4 separate regions of the Sus scrofa genome follow, and regions 1, 3 and 4 are each linked to region 2. The links are chromatin contacts, called in public Hi-C and HiChIP or PLAC-seq maps. All regions are on one chromosome and are shown on one strand. The core of a region is the stretch at or near the end of the contact, and the rest is flanking DNA. Distances in the headings are between cores, read along the strand shown. Region 1 overlaps C10H9orf3 (aminopeptidase O). Region 2 overlaps C10H9orf3 (aminopeptidase O). Region 3 overlaps C10H9orf3 (aminopeptidase O). Region 4 overlaps FANCC (Fanconi anemia group C protein).

Region 1 (3,073 bases), core at 372-2,871, 77 kb before region 2:
GATGCCCATGGCCTGTGGGGGCACAGAGGCCAGAGAGCTTAGGAAAAAGAAATCGCATGTCCCCGCGCACTTGTGTGCGCTGTCTGTGCTCGTTCCACACAGACTTGCTGGGCTAGACGTCACCAAGACCCTACGAAAGCTGGACAATTGAGCAGCCGTACTCTAGGAACCTGCAGCTTGCAGTGCCCTTCTCTTTCCTCATATTCACAGAAACCCCAAGAAATACTGGGCTATCGGTTCCGTCAGAGACGCTGGTGGGTGAAGCAATGACAGAGCGAGCATTACCCTAGTGATGGCTGACGGGAATGCTCCGGACAAGGATGGGGACAGGGACAGGGTCAGGGAGGTTCCCATGAGCTCCCCTGTGGAAAGCCCTGCAGCTGAAAGGAGCCCCCAGGGTGAGTACCGAGTGCATGTCACAGACACAGGCCTTCTTCCCAGGGATGTGTGTCTCAGCACTGCTGGGAACGAAGACCACCCTGTCACCCAGCAGCCAAGGCCGCCCTGGAAAAGATGCCTGTGGCTCCAGCCCAGCCTGCCCGCTTTCCCTCAACCGGCCCCACCATGGGGGCAAACACTGGCTCTTCTGTTTCGAAAACAATGCTGCAAAGACTCACATCTGCAGTTCCCCTACAGCTTTAAAAACAGCCAGTTATGTTCTGGAAGACCAAAAGATCCCTTTGGTTCCGCCTTCGCTCTTGTTCTGAGCTTAGTTATGTGACAGATGACGGTCTGCTGGAGCAAATTAAAAGGAGGATCTCAAAGCCAGCGCAAAAGAAAACTTTGGTGGCTAGGGGTTCAAAAAGACTTTCCTGAAAAAAGCTGATGGTGAAGCCTCATTTTGGCAAAGACTGCTGTTCCAAATATGCTGTAGTTACTTCTGGTTTTCAGAACAGACCTTAAGTGGCTCTTACATCTCCTCCTCACACGCCCCTCCACGTCTCCAAACACCTCTTGCCTCACTGTGCAAATGTGACATTTCTCCTGGGACAAAGTCATGTATTTTTCTTTGTGGGAAGAACGAGCCCTTGCTTGCTGGCTGCCCCCTATACTCAGGCCCTCTCAAAAGTCCCTTTGTTTGCCCCGCCCCCACTCTCCGCCCCAACTGAAACGTGGCTCCCCTCTGTCAGCCCACAGTGCTCGGCAGAGAGCTCACTCAGAGGCACACGCTGGTCATGCCAACAGGGGTGAGCTGCAGCCAACTTCCTGCAGCCGACAGAAGCCATGGCACATGCACCGCCATGGACAGCCGCGCTGGGGGCCACGTGGCTGGGTGCTGACCCCCACATACTTGGGCCCAGCAGAGGCGGCAAGGACAACCTCTTCAGGCCAGTGCGCATATGCACACACTTCCTGCAGCCTCTGTGTAAGGTGATCGCTTGCCCTGGTGAACAGTGAGCAAAGTTCTCGCAGGAAGGAAAGCCAGCACAAGGGTCCGCCTGGCGTGGCAGGGACAGACCAGACCGTTCCAGTCAGCCAGGGCTCTCCCAGTCTAATCTTCACACGTACTCTCAGTCAGGGCCACAGGAGACACAGAGACACACCCTAGCATCACTAAGCCATGATCCTGACCTAATGCAGCTGAGGCTGGAAGATGCAGGGAGGCACATGCTTCATTGGCTCGTGGCAACAGACCACGGCCACGGCCAACCAAGGCAGCTTCTGAGAGAGGTGATGTCATGGCATACCAAGAGAGAGTCTGGAAAATACCAGCTCTGAAGTGTGACAGGAAAGCTCCTAGCAACTCTTTAAAACCCTTGGAGAATGTTTAACTATTTGCTATGGAAGAGATGTCGACAACGTGGGTCCTTGTGTTAAGTGCACTGCATAGACCAGGTGATAGCATTTAAAGAATCCCTGTCCGCTGAAAAATGAAACTTACCTGATCCTCTTGAAGGAACCTTTCCACATGTCCATACGCTTTTTTGTATTTGTGCTTAACGACAAGTTCACACCATCGATGGCGAACCTTCAGAAAACAGAGAAAGTTATCACTGAGTAGCATTCCTTGGCTTAACATGTGTAATGACACAGAGCTTCCCTGTTAGAAAAAGTTACTCTCTGAAATATACTGACATTGTTGAGACTTTCAGATTTCATGGAGTGTCATCTCTTATATGAAGAAAGGAACAACATTCCTCATGAGGAGGGCAAATGGTCAATTTTAGGGGAAGACTGTGCATATTTCAGTGTTTTTTGATGTTTCTCAACACAATTTTGCAAGAAAATAACATGTAAAACAAAACAGGGAAAGGAAACACACATCCCCGGCCAGCCAGGCAGGCGCTCCGCCCTGCAGTGATGCGCTGTCACATGAAGGTTTTCTTTATAAGCTGCCACTACTTAATTTCCTGGAATAGCCGATTTTGTTCAGTGCTCTTGATTATAACAATAAACACAGTTAAAGGAGGAAAACACTGTTCTCCCCGTTCCCGAGAGGCAAAGCGCACCTACCGAGGAGCTGGAGGTGTCTGCCCACGGCGAAAGGAAGGCGCCGAGCACCGATGATGGTGCGAGCGCTGCAGGTCTGCACAACCTGCTACAGAGAGACAAGGCAAAGGCTGGGTACCCTTGAGAAGAGATACTTGGCTAAAGCTTAACCAGCAGGAATTTGCCGGGAAACCAACCCCCACAAACCCCAGAGACAATCTGGAAGTTTGCGGTGCAGCACTGGCTGCCTCTGCTGATGAGAGGCCTTCTCTTGCCCCCACACTCCCACCTCTAGGCACTTCGGGCACATTCTTTACATGGAGAGTCTACCCAAATTTGGTTTCAGAATCCGGGGCCAGGCCATTTTCAACAGCATCAAAGCCCTCTCGGTTATACCCGGTCAGGAGGCCACCATTTCCTATTTTATTATTCGTTCCGCCTCGGCCATACATGGAAGTGATGACGTGCATTTAAAAAAGCCTCCATCGCTCTTTGTTTTTATTGCCTTTGAAAGACGGAGACCCTTTACAGTGATCCATTTGTGGCAACAGTAAAATGTAAACAATTTCAACATTTTGGCTGGGGGCCCCTGTGAATTATATCATTACCCACTGTCGCTCCTTTCATCTACTATAAATAGATT
Region 2 (2,957 bases), core at 440-2,939:
CCATACTAAGGCAACACATCCCAGAAGTTGGCAGCAATGCTATCAGCAAGAATTTGGCTTCAGAATCAGAAGTGATTCATCATACGTTCTAGCAGCAGAAAAACAACACACCGCTATTTTAATCCCTTGGTGCTTTCAAGAGGCGAAAAACAGTAAAATGATTAAATCACGAGCCACAAAAATCAGACCTGCTGTAACATTTGTAAAAACGTTATTCATTTTTAAGAGTTTCCAACGGATCACTCAGGAAACAACAGACTACTTACCTTATTTCCTAATATTTATGACAATGACAAATCAAGTTTTAACTTAATACCATTTCAGGAGACAAGGGGTGGTCCAAACTTCTGCAAAGCAGCATACTGAAATTCTAAATTTAGAAAAGCAAATTTCTCATTTGCTTTAGTATATAAAATCCCTCCCAGTGTTTCAAAAGTAATATACTTCTTTGGCCTTCCCTCTCCACTTATGAGATGACTCTAAAAGTCTAAATGAATGAGTGAGGTATTGTGTATATTACAACCCAACAGAGAAACCTGATACTGTGGGCGATTTCTTCAGAACACCCCCTCTCTGAGATATATATATAATTCCACAAATACTACTGGTCTAATATAATAATGAAACTCACTTATACTCTAATGCTCTATTTAATGAGCATGAAAGAAATCTCCATTCCGGATCATTCTCACTTCCTGAGTACATAGTGTGTTGATAATCGCTAGGATTAGCAACCAGTATGTCTATAGAACTATCCACGTAAATCTAAGGCTTACTGTAAATTTAACTAAAATTTGAAAAAAAGGCGGCGGGGGGGGGTGGAATTCTATTGTTGTAACCAAGTGCTCTGGGGCAGGCGGGGAGAGTGATCAAGAACTCCATCCTGTGCTCTTTGGGGAGCCCCTACCTTTGCAAACACTTCTTCGGTCTCCCTTCGTTTCCGTTTTCGGGGTCTCCGGTTCACTCGAACCCATTTCTCGACCTGAAGTTCGAAAACCATAGGGCATTTTAAATGCAGGACGGGTCCTGAGAGCCGCCCCTTAGCGTGAGAAAGAAACGATCGACGGCCTCGCGACGCAGCCGTCCTCCGCTTCACCTGGGGAGGCTGCAGGCACCTTTCGGGGCTCCCGAGGCCGCCTCCGCGCAGAGGGCCCTCGGTCTGCGGGGAGCCCAGGCCGTGACCTTCGCCCCGGCCGCTCCCGCAGTCACGGGCCCGCTTGGCCGCCCCCGCGCCGGTGCGCGCCAGAGCCCCGGAACAAGGGCCATCTTACCCACCAATGTCGCGCGTCGCCGCCAACCGAGGGCTCCGCGACAGGGATGCAATGCGGGACCCACTGCCCCGGGAGGGAGGAGAGCGCCGGGACCACGCCGCCCGCACTCACCTCTGCGCTCACTTGCCGAGCGAGCCCGCACTCCTCCCCGGCCTGGCGCTCCCTCTGCAGCGGCTGCGGGGGAAGGGGACAGAGTCAAGTTTACCCCGGGAGCCGCCCCAGCCTCCCTCCCCAGTGCCCCACCAACTCGGCGCGCCGCCCCCGTACCTCGCCCGCGGGAGGTGAGGGTGGGAGCCGGGCGCTGGAGTCCGCGCCCAGGGCCGTCCGCCCGGCCCGCCCGGCGGAGAGCGGCGGGCGCTCGAGGCCCGCAACACCTAAGGCGCAGCGCGGGCGGCGGGCGGCGCGGGGCCGGGGCGGCGGCGCGGGCGGCGGGCGGGCGCTGGGGCGGGGGCGGGGCCTGCCTTAAAGGTATAGGCGGCCGCACCGCCCTCCCGGCAGGTCGCCTCCGCCCCCGCCCCCGCCGGCGCGCCGGCTCTTTTATTGTTCTCCTTGCAAACATCTTTTTTCTTCTCCCCGCGTCCGGCCAGCGCCCGCGCTCCTGCGCCCTCCCACGCGCGGACCGACCCCGGGCGCGCACGCTTACCTTTCCACCCCCAACCCCTGCGGGCTGCTCGGGTGTCCGCGAAAAGGTTTCTTGGCCGCGGTGGGAGTAAAAGTGCTGTCCGCTGGCAGGAAAAAGGGCTGAGCGGGAGAAGCGCCCGCACCCCTGCGGCCAACCTGAACTCTCTCTTCGGGTCAGAAACCTAAGTGTCCAGATGGCCATCACGCAGGGAAAGGAACTTTCCTAATGGAGTTTTCTCCGGGAATGGATCAGACGCCATTAAGTACACGTTTTTCAATGGCCCCTCCGGCCTCCGGGGCGGTGGCAGGTGACCTCCCCGCGGAGAAGCTCGGAGCGCGTAAAAGGCAAACGCCGAGCTCCTTCAGCGAGTCTCGGGAGCTAATGCGCTCTGGCTAAGCGCTGCTGGCGCCGCTCTCGTCCATTCGGTGGACCCCCCCAAGCCGCTTGTAGAATTTAAAAAGGAGACAATGTCTTCCTAAATAGAGGGGAAAGTTTCCACTCAGTTTATAAAAGTGTGCGATACCCTCAATTTTTTCCGCGACCCCCAAAAGACTTTCCTTCTTCATCAGAAGTTGGCTGAACCAGCCTGGGGGGTGAGTGCTTGGGGAGAAGAGTCGGGTCGCACTCGTGTTTGCTGATCTTGACCATTCCTTTAACTTTATCGCATTTCTTTAAAGAAAATCTGTCTTGCCCTCTCTTTATTGCTACTTCATCCTTCTTTCAAGATCAAAAGCTTCAGATCAAAGCCAAGATCAAACTCACTACTTTAAATAGAAGCAACTTTGCCGTGGAGTATTTTACACAAAGGGGAGTTTCTTAATAGAGACATCAGAGTGAAGAACTTTATTTTATCCCTTCATCCCATATTCATAACTGGACTACTTAAAATTATACTGATGATGCACTTCTATTTCCTAAAACAAACAAAAGGGCTACTTAAATGGGAGATTTCTGACTTTGTTTCTCCCAGACTACCAAAAAACCTATGGAGAGTTAAATCAGCGTATTAACCATTATTAGCTAAGTGCTATGAATTGCATGCTCATTTGCTAAAGATTTTTCAA
Region 3 (2,914 bases), core at 54-2,553, 110 kb after region 2:
ATCAGCAGCTAGATTTGCCATCACTGCTGAACTCTCTGACATCTCCAAGCACCGAGAGGGCAAAATATTTGTATGAATGGATGTATTTCTGACGCCTGGTGCATTGCAAATGGACATAAGTAGATTTTTTTTTTTTTTGTCTTTCTACCTTTTCTAGGGCCACTCCCACGGCATATGGAGGTGCCCAGGCTAGGGGTCTAATCAGAGCTGTAGCCACCAGCCTAAGCCACAGCCACAGCAACTCGGGACCCAAGCTGTGTCTGCAACCTATACCACAGCTCACAGCAACACTGGATCCTTAACCCACTGAGCGAGGCCAGGGATCGAACCCACAACTTCATGGTTCCTAGTCGGATTCGTTAACCACTGCGCCACGACAGGAACTCCATATAAGTAGATTTTTAAACTTTGTGCAGATGGTGTTAAAAATGGTAAAGACATTCAGCTCGCCCCCGGCTTATAATCAGTCCAGTTGCCCCCACCCCCACCACTGCTTGTCCTCTGTCTTCTTGATAAGCTTTGGGTTCATAGCGGCCTAAAATCCAACTGTTTGACAGTTTTGTGTCTGATGATTATAGAGTATAGAGCTGAGTGAAATAAAGAATAAAAGTCAATAAATTAACTAGAAATCCTTACACAAGGGTCCAAAGCCACACACACACACACACACACACACACACACACACACACACACACACACACAATCATTGTATGAAACGGTCTTGAGTTATCACACATCACTGTCAACTTCTAAAAGCAATACCCACTGCGGTACCGTATTTTAGTGTCTGACTTGTATCATTTCATCACTTTTATCTCACATTTGAACTGTCTTGTTTTATGGAACAGCTTTAACCACTTTTTTTCCCCCACATGAGCTAATGAACCTAATGTACCACTTTCTGTGTTCTGACATAACTGCAACTTAAATAGATTCAACCTCAACTGTCTTTTATTAAGGCAGAAGATCTCTGCTCCACAGCTGAATCTGAAAGCTAATTTGAGATGAGATTGTATTTTTATAATAAACTTGCTATAGAGAAGCTGAAAAAAAAAAAAAAAAAAAAAGAATGAAAAGTCAAGGAGTTCCATTGTGGCTCAGCGGTAAGGAACCCAACTAGTAACCATGAGGATGAGGGTTCAATCCCTGGCCCTGAGAACTTCCCTATGCCCCAACTGTGGCCCTAAAAAGCAAAAAGCAAAAAGCAAAAAAAAAAAAAGAAAAAGAAAAAGAAAAAGGGAAGTCAAGTGCCCATCCTAGTACCTAGCACACAGTAAACAGGCCACAAATGGTAGTCCCGCCCTCTTGCTCTCAGATTGCTAAGTGCTTTCAAGTCTGTGTTTAGAATTGATTCTTCAAATCCCCCATGAGATAGTGTCAAGTGAACATTCTGCTTTTATTGGCGGGAGGCAGGGAGGGGGAGGATGGCTCATTTACTCCTCCGAGATGGGATCCTGGCACAGTCCAAGGCTGGACCGAAACTGGCGCTCTCGGCCGCAGCTTAGCGGCAGGGCTTCTGGGCTAAATTGCTTCTTGAGGTGGTTTGCCACACCGAGGTGTGTTTTTTAAATCTGTGCAATAAAATTTGGTGTGGTCAGAGAGGCGGCGGATGGGAACCCACCCACAGGCAAATGACGTCAAAAAAGCTAAAGGGAAACATTGGGCTTCTCTGTTCTCGAGCAGCTTCTGCTATGTTAAGCAACCTCAGAAGGAAGCTGACTTTCCATTAAAAAACAGCCGCTTTGGCAGTTGTCACAGACAGCCTGGGGTCTTATACTTCCCCTCTCAGGAAAGTGGGGAAAATAATTTCCATAAGTTGGAAAGGAAGAAAGCTGGAGTTCAAAGGCACTCGACGGTCAATTGATGTTAACTTCCACTTCCAAAGAGCAAACAAGGAAACTGAGGCTCAGAGCAGGTTGGATACTGAGCCTTTTACTTCTGGATTTCCAGCCTAAAACACTTGGCGGTCACAAACCTGACAGTCCGAAACTTTGTCAGCTGCTCGGATGAGAAAGGACATTGCAATGTGGTTTTGTTTTGTTTTGTTTTGTTTCTTTTTAGGGGCTCACCCTTGGCATATGGAAGTTCCTAGGGTAGGGGTTGAGTTGGAGCTGCAGCTGCCAGCCTATGTCACAGCCACAGCAACGCCAAATCCAAGTCACATCTGTGACCTACACCACAGCTCCCGGCAACGCTGGATCCTTAACCCACTGAGTGAGGCCAGGGATCCAACCTGCATCCTCATGGGTACTAGTCGGGTTCTTCACCTACTGAGCCACAACAGGAACTCGTTTTTTGTTTTTTTTTAACTTTGACTTAAGTATAGTGACATTTCATCAGTTTACAGAGGGGCTGCTTCAGCAGAAGTTCATGGTGGCTGAAGGGGGAATGGTCCTGTCCCATTGAGCCCCCTGACACCCCAGCTCTTGCTGGGATAGAAGCTCTGGAGAGGCTGTGTGGATGTGTAAGGGGCACACAGCCAGGCAGACCCTTCTTTCTTACACTTTTGTCCCCAGAAGACAACCTGATGTGTGGGCCTGAACACACTTTGCAGACAAAGCTTCCCCCTGCAACTCTGGGGGGTCCCCTGCCTGGGGTGGGACCAACTATTGGATCTCTCAGTTCTTCAGCTTTCTCCTCTACAGAGGTGACGGCTAAGGGACAACTGAGAAGCAGTGTGCACAAGTCACCCAGCAGGGTTGTCCACGAATGGCTGCAGGGTTTAGCTCTTCCTTGTATTTTTGGGAAAGCAACTGAAGCTGATACTAAAATATTGTTGATACATTATTTATTTATTATTATTCGTTTATGATTTGTTACATTATTTATTATGAGTTTCCTTAGTAAATTAATTCTCCCATCAGTGACCTCCCAGAAGAAAAATCCTTCAATTAATAAAGGGAATAGTAACAC
Region 4 (3,195 bases), core at 361-2,860, 130 kb before region 2:
CTAGCCGCTCTTCAAGTGTTTACACGATGCTTTGTAGAAGCTCTGGAGAAAGAAAACAAGCAGGTTTGTGATATTGTTATATTGCAGCTATTATTCATTCCCTCAAAGAAAAAGAGGCTGTTAAGAGTATTTGATTAATCACCAGAAAGGAGCACTTTATTTTCACTGATTTTGATAGACTGCTTTGTTCACAAAGAAGGCTTCCAAATGAATGCCCCCGCAAAGGTAAAACCATTTTAGTTGAAAATTAATCACGATGGCTTCTGTCTGTCTCGTGTCCTGGAACTCAGAAGCATCTCTCTACTGTTGTGCAGAGAACTCTGTTATGCCAGCATGGCCCACCCCAAAGGATGAACTTTCTGGGTCCTGTTTGTCCATCAGGACTCTGCCCGTCCTGGGCCAGAGAAAGGTTTTCTGGAGTCTGTGTGGTGTGTGCTAAGAAGGAGATGCCACTGATTACACAGCAGTAGTAGATATTCTTTTCTTTCTTTTTTTTTTTTGTCTTTTTGCCATTTCTTGGGCCGCTCTCGTGGCATATGGAGGTTCCCAGGCCAGGGGTCCAGTCGGAGCTGTAGCCACCAGCCTACACCAGAGCCACAGCAACACGGGATCTGAGCCGCATCTGCGACCTACACCACAGCTCACGGCAACGCTGGATGGTTAACCCACTGAGCAAAGGCAGGGATCAAACTCGCAACCTCATGGTTCCTAGTCGGATTCGTTAACCACTGCGCCACGAGGGGAACTCCAATAGATGTTCTTAATATGGGTTTCCGTTTACATCAGAGACCTAAATGTGAACTGGTTTCCAGGAGGGATGGGAGAGAGTGAGAGTGATGAGAAAAGATTTGAATAATCCTAGAGGAGGAGCTAGGAATGGCCATGACCAAGAGGTATGTGCTGGACCCAATCAGTGAGCAAGAAGCCGAGCTAAGACCTGCAGGAAAACTTGCATGGGGTGAGTGGGGGGGGGGGGTCTCCCTGCCAGCAGAGGCAGCTGACCAGTTAGAGGGACCTGTGAAAGGGGAACCTTTTCTACTGGAGAGCTTCTTTCGCCTTTGGGCATTTTAACAGGCCTGTGCTTCTGATGGCCACAGACTAAATGTCACTGTGGGGCTTTGTCTGCTCAAGTGCCCCAGTCCGCTGCAGTTTCCTGTGAGGAAAGCCATGGGCCCATGGGATGCTCTCTGTGGTGTGACTTAGGAGAACCGTGCTATGATGACTGGCCCTCCTGAAATCCCATACACCCCTACACCAAGAACCCTCTCGGGTTTTAGCAGATGTTTCTGTTTTTTGAGGCAATGATAAATATTTATGAAGTCTTTTTCCCATCTTCTCTTTCCCTAGGGAAGGGAGCTAAACTCTAGCAAACAGCATTATCAATGGTACCCAGCCTGGAATTCGGGAGGAGAGCTCAGCTGAAAGGCACTGCCTGGCCCTCACATTTATTTTGAGGCATGACTATAAATATCTTTTATCCTCCCTGAACATTCTTTGTATTCCCAGTTAGGAGCTGGCCTCTAGAAAACCTGTCCCTTTGACTCCTGGAACACTTAGGTTAGGGCAGAGGACACCAGTGCAAGGCGTATTGCTTTGTCCTGTTCGCTCGAGTCTGTTGTTCTCATCAGCTTTGCTCCTGGGACACAGTGTTGGCCTTGGCACTTTAGATCTGGGCTGGCTGAACTGGACATATAACCACTTTTAGTGTGGAATAGTACCTGCCCGAGCTACATGGGTCTGGTGCTGTGAGGGGCACAAACTGGGTCCCGGTGGAAGGCAGGATGGAGGGGGCAAAAGAAACAGGAAGTCACTGCCCTGTTGTGAGTCAGGGATACGAGAGCAGTAACCTCTTCACTTTGCAAAGGCCTTGCTGCACGTGTATGATGTTGTTTCTCTTCCTGGGGCCGTTCCTGATTGCCTGCCTTTCCAGCCCCTTTTTAAATTTTGATTTATTTATTTATTTGTTTATTATTTGCTTTTTAGGGCTGCATGCACAGCATATGGAAGTTCCCAGGCTAGGGGCCCAATTGGAGCTGCAGCTGCCAGCTTACACCACAGCTATAGCAATGCGAAATCTGATCTGAATCCCCTACCCACTGAACAAGGCCAGGGATCGAACCCACATCCTCATGGAGCCTAGTCAGATTCGTTTCCACTGCGCCACCACAAGAACTCCTTGAGTGCCCCTTTTTTAAATGATTCCTGATGCATGCCATCTTCTGTCCTATTTGTTCCCTACATGACCCTCGTTTCTCTGTGTGTTTTATTCATTCATCCACATATTCGTTCTTAATAAATGAGTATCATCAGGGTTCCCTGGTGGCTCAGCAGGTTAAGGATCCAGCCTTGTCACTGCTGTGGCGTGGGTTCGATCCCTGGCCCAGGAAATTTTGCAAGCCTCTGTCATGGCCAAAAGAGTCAAGGTAAAATAAAGAAATGAGTTATCTGCCAACCTGACATCCACCAAGACCTAGCCCAGCTGTAGTGACTTTGAGGTGCCATGTGCTCCTTTCTATACTGTCACCCTGACTTCTCCCCAGGTAACTGCTGTCTTGACTTGATGTTTATCATTCCTTTTCTTTTTCTGAATCACACATATATATGATTACTAAACCATGTTCTCTTTACTTGTCATTGCTTTTGCTCTTTCTAAAACCCTGCCACAGATAGGAGTGACACCGTATGCAGTCCTTTGAGCCTTGTCCTTGCCTGCGTGGTCTTAGGATTGCTCCAGGCTGTGCGTGGCCTTGGGGGGAGTGCTGTGTCCTGCTGGGCGGGGCAAGTACCACAGTGCAGCCATCTTCCTGGTGCTGGGCATTTGCATTGTTTCCAGATTTTGTTTTCTTTGATGCACAGCATCACTTTGAACATGCTGGGGAATATCCTTAAGAGTGGAAGTACTGGTTCTGAGGTGGGCAGAAGTTCAGCCTAGGCTCATACTGCCAAGTTGTTTTCACCCGTGGTTGTGCCAATTAACATTCCCCCCAGCAGTTGAGGAGAAATCCCATTAATCCACATTCTTTCCCATTGTCAGAAATGTTTATCTTCAGGGCTCCTCGTTCTCTTTTTATCCTTTCCTCTCACCCTTGTTTTATTTGGAGAGCACTGTGCAGTCCCATGAATGTGCCCAGTCGGACTAGTGGGCAAAAATTTAAGGTTGTCATGACAAGCTGCTTTTTCTGAGCTTGCATAATG

What was found. Hi-C and Micro-C count contacts between places; a contact is called where the count stands out from the background. HiChIP or PLAC-seq counts read pairs in DNA pulled down with a chosen protein or histone mark.
Region 1: an H3K27ac HiChIP or PLAC-seq map of skeletal muscle shows a contact between it and region 2. The contact joins two enhancer-like sites. A contact is called at or near these places in 7 of 47 Hi-C or Micro-C datasets (embryonic fibroblasts, epiblast stem cells, fetal heart ventricle and 3 more) and 1 of 2 datasets of contacts at active chromatin or transcription factors (skeletal muscle).
Region 3: a contact with region 2 is called in an H3K27ac HiChIP or PLAC-seq map of alveolar macrophages. The contact joins two enhancer-like sites. A contact is called at or near these places in 3 of 47 Hi-C or Micro-C datasets (embryonic fibroblasts, skeletal muscle and subcutaneous adipose tissue) and 2 of 2 datasets of contacts at active chromatin or transcription factors (alveolar macrophages and skeletal muscle).
Region 4: a contact with region 2 is called in a Hi-C map of embryonic fibroblasts, with 4 times the contacts expected there. The contact joins two enhancer-like sites. A contact is called at or near these places in 6 of 47 Hi-C or Micro-C datasets (embryonic fibroblasts, epiblast stem cells, fetal heart ventricle and 3 more) and 1 of 2 datasets of contacts at active chromatin or transcription factors (skeletal muscle).

What each region holds. Positions count from the first base shown.
Region 1 is chr10:27,082,215-27,085,287 of Sscrofa11.1, forward strand. C10H9orf3 (aminopeptidase O) reads right to left here. Exons shown (of 19, transcript XR_002336299.1): 16 at 2,455-2,539; 17 at 1,883-1,969; 18 at 1-12. Among named protein-coding and RNA genes, the nearest start is that of MIR23B, 3.5 kb to the left of the region's middle. Within about 2 kb of position 1,622, at least 25 of the 83 cell types and tissues checked have an H3K27ac peak or open chromatin away from gene starts, as enhancers often do. A contact at or near this core is called in skeletal muscle, where this site is marked.
Region 2 is chr10:27,159,187-27,162,143 of Sscrofa11.1, forward strand. C10H9orf3 (aminopeptidase O) reads right to left here. Exons shown (of 19, transcript XR_002336299.1): 13 at 1,383-1,445; 14 at 908-982. Among named protein-coding and RNA genes, the nearest start is that of MIR23B, 80 kb to the left of the region's middle. Within about 2 kb of position 1,690, at least 57 of the 83 cell types and tissues checked have an H3K27ac peak or open chromatin away from gene starts, as enhancers often do. A contact at or near this core is called in alveolar macrophages, skeletal muscle and subcutaneous adipose tissue, where this site is marked.
Region 3 is chr10:27,264,833-27,267,746 of Sscrofa11.1, forward strand. All of the region lies in intron 5 of C10H9orf3 (aminopeptidase O), which reads right to left. Among named protein-coding and RNA genes, the nearest start is that of MIR23B, 190 kb to the left of the region's middle. Within about 2 kb of position 1,304, at least 24 of the 83 cell types and tissues checked have an H3K27ac peak or open chromatin away from gene starts, as enhancers often do. A contact at or near this core is called in alveolar macrophages, skeletal muscle and subcutaneous adipose tissue, where this site is marked.
Region 4 is chr10:27,033,216-27,036,410 of Sscrofa11.1, forward strand. It overlaps FANCC (Fanconi anemia group C protein), which reads left to right. Exons shown (of 14, transcript XM_021064601.1): 10 at 1-63. Among named protein-coding and RNA genes, the nearest start is that of MIR24-2, 45 kb to the right of the region's middle. Within about 2 kb of position 1,611, at least 5 of the 83 cell types and tissues checked have an H3K27ac peak or open chromatin away from gene starts, as enhancers often do.